Linked DNA regions of Mus musculus: region 2 is linked to region 1. Evidence: chromatin contacts called from public HiChIP or PLAC-seq data. All regions are on one chromosome and are shown on one strand. The core of a region is the stretch at or near the end of the contact, and the rest is flanking DNA. Distances in the headings are between cores, read along the strand shown. Region 1 holds the start of Aldh1a2 (aldehyde dehydrogenase family 1, subfamily A2). Region 2 has its middle 14 kb from the start of Gm32769.

What was found. HiChIP or PLAC-seq counts read pairs in DNA pulled down with a chosen protein or histone mark.
Region 2: a contact with region 1 is called in an H3K4me3 HiChIP or PLAC-seq map of bone marrow-derived macrophages, with 3 times the contacts expected there. The contact joins the enhancer-like site here to the promoter of Aldh1a2 in region 1. A contact is called at or near these places in 4 of 39 promoter capture datasets (embryonic stem cells, frontonasal cranial neural crest, second pharyngeal arch cranial neural crest and 1 more), 5 of 484 Hi-C or Micro-C datasets (the AML12 cell line, embryonic stem cells and uterus), 4 of 115 datasets of contacts at active chromatin or transcription factors (bone marrow-derived macrophages, embryonic stem cells and stem cell-derived neural progenitor cells) and 2 of 9 other capture datasets (embryonic stem cells and macrophages).

What each region holds. Positions count from the first base shown.
Region 1 is chr9:71,214,035-71,217,752 of GRCm38.p6, reverse strand. Aldh1a2 (aldehyde dehydrogenase family 1, subfamily A2) reads right to left here and starts at 1,964. Exons shown (of 14, transcript NM_009022.4): 1 at 1,790-1,964. The coding sequence starts at 1,906. It overlaps Gm3458 (predicted gene 3458), which reads left to right and starts at 2,367. Exons shown (of 4, transcript NR_110518.1): 1 at 2,367-2,506; 2 at 3,714-3,718.
Region 2 is chr9:71,386,078-71,389,573 of GRCm38.p6, reverse strand. No RefSeq gene overlaps it. Among named protein-coding and RNA genes, the nearest start is that of Gm32769, 14 kb to the right of the region's middle. Within about 2 kb of position 1,978, at least 6 of the 459 cell types and tissues checked have an H3K27ac peak or open chromatin away from gene starts, as enhancers often do. A contact at or near this core is called in bone marrow-derived macrophages, where this site is marked.

The DNA of each region.
Region 1 (3,718 bases), core at 715-3,214:
GGATAAAAGTCTTCATGGAGCTAAAAAGACTCCGACATTAAAGGCTCCAATTAGCTATAAATCAGTTGTCTTTCCTACTGGGGTAGAACAAGAGAGAGAAGAGAGGGGGTGGCTAGAGAAAAGGAGAATTGGAGGAGCTTCCAAATGAAATTCTGAAAAAAGATATCTACTGCAGACTTTCAGGGGCTGTTAAGATAATCTGATCAAAAGTAAGTGTAAAACAAACCCCCGGAATCACGTGTGGATCTTGCCTTTTAAGATCTCTAAAGCGCATCTGAAGAGGTTAGGGACCCTCATAAAACAAAACTTTTATGTGCAGGCTTCCCTGGCTTGTTCCTAAACCCGGAGATGTGCCACACACTGGCACTATTGTTATGCAAACAATGCCTAGAGGGCTATAACCATTAACGACCTCTCATTAAAATGGCTTTCAAAAATTTGTCACACCATCTAAAAGCTAACAGGTACATTAAATCCACATTCAAAAATACGAATCCTACAAATCCTTATTCTGAAACTCAATGCAACAAAAATTCAGAAACGATGTTTTTGCATTTCTCTTTCAACCGTAACAGTTGTCACATGCGAACAACTTAACTTCTCTGCTTTTCGCGTATAGTGTAATGCCCGCGATGGAACACTTATCAGCTGTATCGTGTGCGCGCGCTGCAGTTAACTGGCGAGAGTTTGCGGTAGGAATGAAAATCAAATTAAAAAAAAAAATTCTAAAATGAACTCTCAAGAAGTGTGGCTTTAAAGGCTACAGTCGCCTTTTTGCTATAACATTCAATCCCTTTGTGTATGTATTTCACAAATTTCCCCCGTGGATTTTTTTTCCCTGAGAACGGTGGAGTGGTAGGGGATCAAGTCACATGGGGCAGCAGGCGTGTATTGCTTTTTAATGCAGTTTAACAACAATAATTCGTGCTTGACAAACTAAGATGTCAGAATTCGTTAGGAAAAAAATCATTAGGCTTATCAGTGCAAAAGTGAGCTCGCTAATTTATGTGACTTGAGTTATTTTCCCTTTTTCTAAAATGTCCATTGCCTACAAAATCCCGAGGAAATCCTGGCATAGACCTACTGCGTCTCGGCCAGGTCCCCGCGAAGTCTGTGGGACTCCGGTCCTGACAACCCTTCAGCGACTCCGCTCTGAGGGAAGATAAGCCCGCGCGGCCGCGCACCTCCGGACCCGAGGGACCGCGGGGCGACACCGGACCGCAATGCCACCCTGGCGGTGAACCCCACTCTGCTCTGAGACCGAGGGACAGGGAGAACTGCACCCCGGTGGGCTCTGAGGAAACCCAGGGGAACACCCTCCTCAAGCCAGAGCCCGGACTGCTCTGAGGAGACCTGGGGGACCCCAGAGCCAAACTCCATTTGCTCTGATAAAACTTGGGGGCTCGCACAACCGGACTCCGGTCTGCCCTGAGCTCTAAGGGACCCCAGAACTAAGCCTCGTTCTGCCCTAGGGACATCTAGGACCGGACCCTAGCCGGCTCTAAAGAGTCATAGGGGACTCCAGAACCAGACCCAGGTCTGCTCTGGGAAATCCCACCTCCCCAGGCAGTCCCGAGGTCGTCACCACCGTCCGCCGCCGCTGGCGATCCCCGCGCTGCCTTCTGTTTGGGACCGGTTCTCCCAAGACGCTCCCTAAACCGGGGCGGGACTTGAGAAGCCCGCATCGCGGTCCCCGCGGAGGCGCGGAGATGACAGGCGACCTCCGGGCCCCCGGCCTCTGAAGGGATCCAGAGGATGCTTCCAGAAAGCGTCCGCCGGACGGCTTTACCTTGGTGTACTTGATCTCGAGGTTGGGCGTGGGCGACGGCAGGAGCTGCAGCGAGGCCATGAGCGCGGCGGGGTCGGCCTTCACCTCGCCCGGCATGGCGATCTCGCTGGAAGTCATGGGCGGCCACGGGTGGGTGTGCGCGGGGCGCTGCGCGGCCGGGGCGCGCTCGCTGTATATAGGCAGGTGTCAAGCGGGGGGCGCTTCTTATTGGACGTGCGGCCCACAGGCGCGGGGGGCCGGCCCAGGAGGACATTTGCATACGGCCGCGCGCGGCGCCCGCACGGTCAAGTCCGCGGCCCACGCTCCCGCGGGCGCGCCCGGGGGGGCCTCGACGGCCGGAGCGCAGCCTCGGCGGGACCGCGCTGGCCGATGGCAGCCCCGCGAGCCTTAGCGCTGGTCGGCCGGGAGGAGAGGCGCCCGAGCCGCGGCCCCGCCGAGCCCCGCGCCCTTCCTAACACTCGCTCTTCTCCTCCCCCGGGGTCCCGAGCAGCCCGAAAGAGCTTTCGCTCAGCCTTCCGCGTGGCGCGAGGGGCGCGTGGCCGCTGGGTGGGGTGATAGATGCTCCCCACACTCCCAAGGAGAACCTTCTGGAACCGCCGACGCCGCGCTGGCCCCCACCAGGCTTCTCAGCCCAACTGCTGCCCTCTGCCGGCCCCGCGGCCTAGTTGTGCCTGAGGCCGTGGGCTTCATCTGCCTTGGGTTGCCTGGATATTCCAGGTCTTGATGGTCTCCTTCCAGCCCTTTCCTTTCCTCTTCCCATCCACACCGGGAAACACTTGGGATTTTCTGTTGCTCTTCCTGTCAGAATCTCCGGGTTGAGCTTCCATCTCCATCCCTTCTCGTCTTACAAGCAGCCTTATAGTTGAGTAAAGATGGGCGCTGATCAGGAATCAGTAGCCTAGACAGTTCACTCCAGATAGCGTGGGAGAATCATTGGACCAATATCACGAGCCCATATAGATAGCTCTTTATAGGGCTTTCTGCCTCTATCCCCATGAAAATCCCACAGCCTTATCCAACCTGACTCTTCCTGTTTTTCTATGGAAGACTCTCAACTCCCAAGCAACTGCTTCGCTCTTGCTCAATCATTTCTTTGCATGTTGTTCACTACAAAACACTTACTTTAGATGTGTTCATTAACTAAAATTCCGTAAATGATTGGTGCTTAGATTCTGTGCAGACAGAATGCTGTTGTCTTAATTGAATTTGTGAGACAAGTTCCAGGCTCCGAGAACTCTTTATAGGGTATCTGCCTAAAGTGACCGAGCAAGCACTACGTCGTCGTCCTAGAGCAACAATACAGCCTAATTTAGGCAGTTGAAAAATTCCTATTCACAGGGAACGTTTATGGCCAAAGAGTGTGTCTTAATAACCGAATATACTCCTAAGAATCGCCTTTATTTAAGCTGTAGAAGACTGAGAAAGAATAAGAAGAATGGTGGGGAGGTAGCTCTGTAGGTAGAGTGCTTGCCTAGAACGCTGGGTTTAGTTGCCAGCACCACCTTGAACTGGGGTAGAGATGCATGCCTGTAATTCCCAGCATCCCACTGGATGGAGGCAAGAGGATTAGAAGTTCAAGTTCATCCTCTCTTACAGGAGAGAAGGAGCGAGGGAGGAAGAGAGGGGGGAAGGGGAAGGGGGTACAGAGGAGGAACGGAGGGAGGGACAGAGGAAGGGAGGGAAGAGGGAGGGAGGGAAGGAAGGAAGGAGGGAGGGAGGGAAGGAGGGAAGGAGAGAGAGGGAAGGAGTCTGTTGGGGAGGAGGATGATCTCAGGGTTTGGTGAAGGAAGAGCAAACACCCCAGCAAAAAAAATAGTTTTTGGTGCTGTTCTTTGTTTTGGTTTATTGTCGAAGTTGTTGTTTGAGGTGTTTTGTTGTTGTTCATTTGTTTTGTTCAAAGGTGTTTTCCCCATCTTCCAAGCAGGGCAC
Region 2 (3,496 bases), core at 729-3,228, 170 kb before region 1:
GAGGAGACCTGGCTGACTCTCCATGTTCTCACTGAGAGTCCAGTAGTTGAGCGATGCTTGGAGAAAAGCTGATGTCAGTTCATTTACACTGAAAATTACATTTGTGTCTACTATATCAACATCTGTATGGAGATGAAAAATAGAACCCATCAGTACAAAACATGACTTGACCATCTGGTCAATGCTTGTGGCTGGTTTGTGCATGGATGGCTTCCCTGACAATAATGTTGCTGTTTCCTGGGCCCTGGAGTGCACTGGCTAATGAACACTGCCTTAGGATATAATCTGGGGCTCATGAGATGATTCTAGTGTATGTTAGTGGGCATTAGTCTACTGCATTGGGCAGATGGCCCTTGGGATAGCTTCAGGAACAGGCTAGGGACAGAGTCCAGGAGGACTGGGGATTGGCTGTGGCTTTAGTGGCAAGCTTTATTTCAATTTTCCCCCCAGCAACTCAGTGCTTCTAGTAAGTGTTTTCTCCCAGTCTACTTTTCTCCCCAATATACATAAGTTGGGGAGTGTGATAAACTTAAATTAATCTGGAAAATCAGGTCTGAGAACTATGACGCAAGCTGTTTATGTCTTCTGTTAGACCAGGACCAGCTAATACTAAGTTCAAGACTGGATCTAGAGAGATGGCTCATTCCATTAAGAGCACTACTTCACTTACTGAGTCCTGCATTCAGCTTTCAGTACCCACACTGGGAAGCTCACAAACACCTGACTCTAGTCCAGAGAACCTGATACCTTCTCCTGGTCTCTGTGGGTACTGCACACATGCGGCGTACACTCATATAGACATGTACACATACAGATTAATAAAAATAAAAGTCTTAAAATTAGAATCCCATGGCTGTCAAAAATCTGTGTGACTTTAAAAAGCACCCAAGAGCCAGGTTCGCTGGCTTGCTTGGAAACTCCTTATTCAAATGAATAAAGGAAGCATGGTAGCTTTTTCTCTGATTGTTAAAATAACATATGCTTCATTTTTCCCTCCATTAATGTACCAAAGACAGGAAAATATAGAAGAAAACCATTTGGCAATGTCATCATTTCATTTCATTTTTTTTTTTTTTTACAATATCAGACTTGGTTTCCTTATTTGTCAATATTGCTCTAAACCCCAGTTTTAAGGCCTGTATAGTGTTTGATCATGTGATTTTCCTTGAATTTTTAACCAATCTCACTTTTTTACACATTTTTGGCCACTCCCACCTTTCTAAATTTTAATGGGGAATGTGGTTATGATTATTTTACGCATTGATCTTTAGTAAGAAAAAGTAACTTTATTTGAGCAACTGTTTTGAACTGTTTTGAAAAGTTTAGTCTTAAACTTTTCTATTCCATCTTGAAGTTCTATAATCTTATGTTTTTACCTTCCTGGCTTTTTTGAATCATAATTGATCAATAAAAATGAAAGACATTCAATGTGTACAGTATAAATGACACATATGTGCAACGTGTAATGACCACTCCAATCAATGACTCAACATAGCCACTTTAATTCATAGTTATTTGTATGTATGTGACAGGTGTGTGTGTGTGGGGGGTACTAAAAATATGCTATCTTATCAAACTTCAAGTAAACAGTACAGTACGTTTAGCTACAGTCACCACATTAAACATCAGATCCAGGTATTCATTCTAATGTTTAACAGTGTTTCTCCATTTTTCCTTCCCACAGCCTTTAGCAACCTGTTTCTATTCTTATTTATATAAATTAAGCTTTTTTAGATTCTAAGATTTTAAAAGAAGATTTTAATTTTGTGTGTTTTTGTGTGTGTGTCTCTGTGTGTGTGTGTGCGCGCGCGCGGGCACACACACGCACAGACACCTATCAATACAATTTCCAGTAGATTTTGGAAGAGGTTGTCAGGTCCCCCTGAGGTGGCTGTGAGTCCCCTGATGTGGATGCCGGTGACTAAACTGAGCCCTCTGGAAGAGCAGCAAGTGCTTTTAACTGCTGAGTCATCTCTCCAGCTCCTAGATTCTAAATAGAAATGAGATCATACATTTCATTTCCTGTGTCTGGTTTATTTCACCTCATATGATGGCCTTGGATTTTTGTCTGGTTGTAAAAATGATAAAATTTCTTTCTCTTGCAGCTGAATAATGTTTGACATGATATATATATACCACATTTTACCTATTGACAGATATTTAAATTGTTTCCATAGCTTAGATGATATAAATAGTGCTACAACAAACAAGAGTTCTTTAAGATACTGATTTAATTATATATATATATATATATACATATATACATATATATATGTATATATACATATATATATGTATATACATATATATATGTATATACATATATATATGTATATATATATAATCCCATATACACATATATGAAATTAGTATAATTGTCTATCTATCTTAGGGTTGCTAGGTGTATGGGAGTTCTAATTTCCCATAATGATAATTTACAATCCCACTAGCTCTGTACAAAGCTGCTTTTCCCAACACTCTGGACTGCTCCTCTCTTTTGTCTCTTCCTAACAGGTATCAAGTAATGACCCATTGTGACTTTGGTTTGCATCCTCCTGATGATTAATGATGGTGTGAATTTGAATGTACTCTTAGAAAAACATCTATTCCTGTTCTTTGTCCCATTTAAAATTGTGACTCATTTATTTATCTATTAAGTTGTATGAGATTCATATGTGTTTTGGATATTAATTCCTATCAGTTATATAGCATATATTTCCTGTAGGCTGCTGTTTTGGTTAGTTTTGATTGTCAACCTGACAAAGGAGTCGTTTAAGAGGAGAAGCCTCATTTGAGGAATGGCCTGGTTCAGATTGACTTGTGGGCACATCTGTGAAACATTGTCTGAACTGACGTGGGAGGCTCCAGCCTACTAAGGGTGGCACCATTCCTCGTGTAGATGGTTTGGGGCTACATAAGAAAGTTAGGTAAGCACCAGCCAGTGAACAAGCCAGCAAGCAGAGTTCCCTCGTGGTTCCTGCCTTGCGTGCCTGCTCTGACTTCCTTCAATAATGAATCGTGACCAGATGCGTACAGAAAACAAACTGCTTCCTCTGTAAACTGCTTTTGGCCAGGGTGTTTTATCAGAATGAGACCAGGAAAGCTATCACCCCCTCCCCCCTCTCTTCCAACAGGGTCTTGCTGTAATACCCAGCTATCCTCAAAGCTATGAACCTTCTGCCTTTAGCTCCCAAGTGCTGGCATGACAGGGATATGCCCCCATGCCTTGTGACTTCCTTCCTTAGCCACAGAAACCTATTCTAGTTTGATGTAGGGTCACTTGTTAACTTTTGTTCTTGTTATTAGTGCTTTTGGTATCAAATTAATAAAGCATATAACTGCCATGCTGAATCTCAGAGAGTCATGTGCATGTGTGTGTACATGGGTGTGCGTGTGTGTGTGTGTGTGTGTGTGTGTGTACATTCGTGCAGTCCAGAGGTTAACCTTATGTGTTGCTCTGCCGGTGCCATCTACCTCTTATTTTGAGACATTTCTC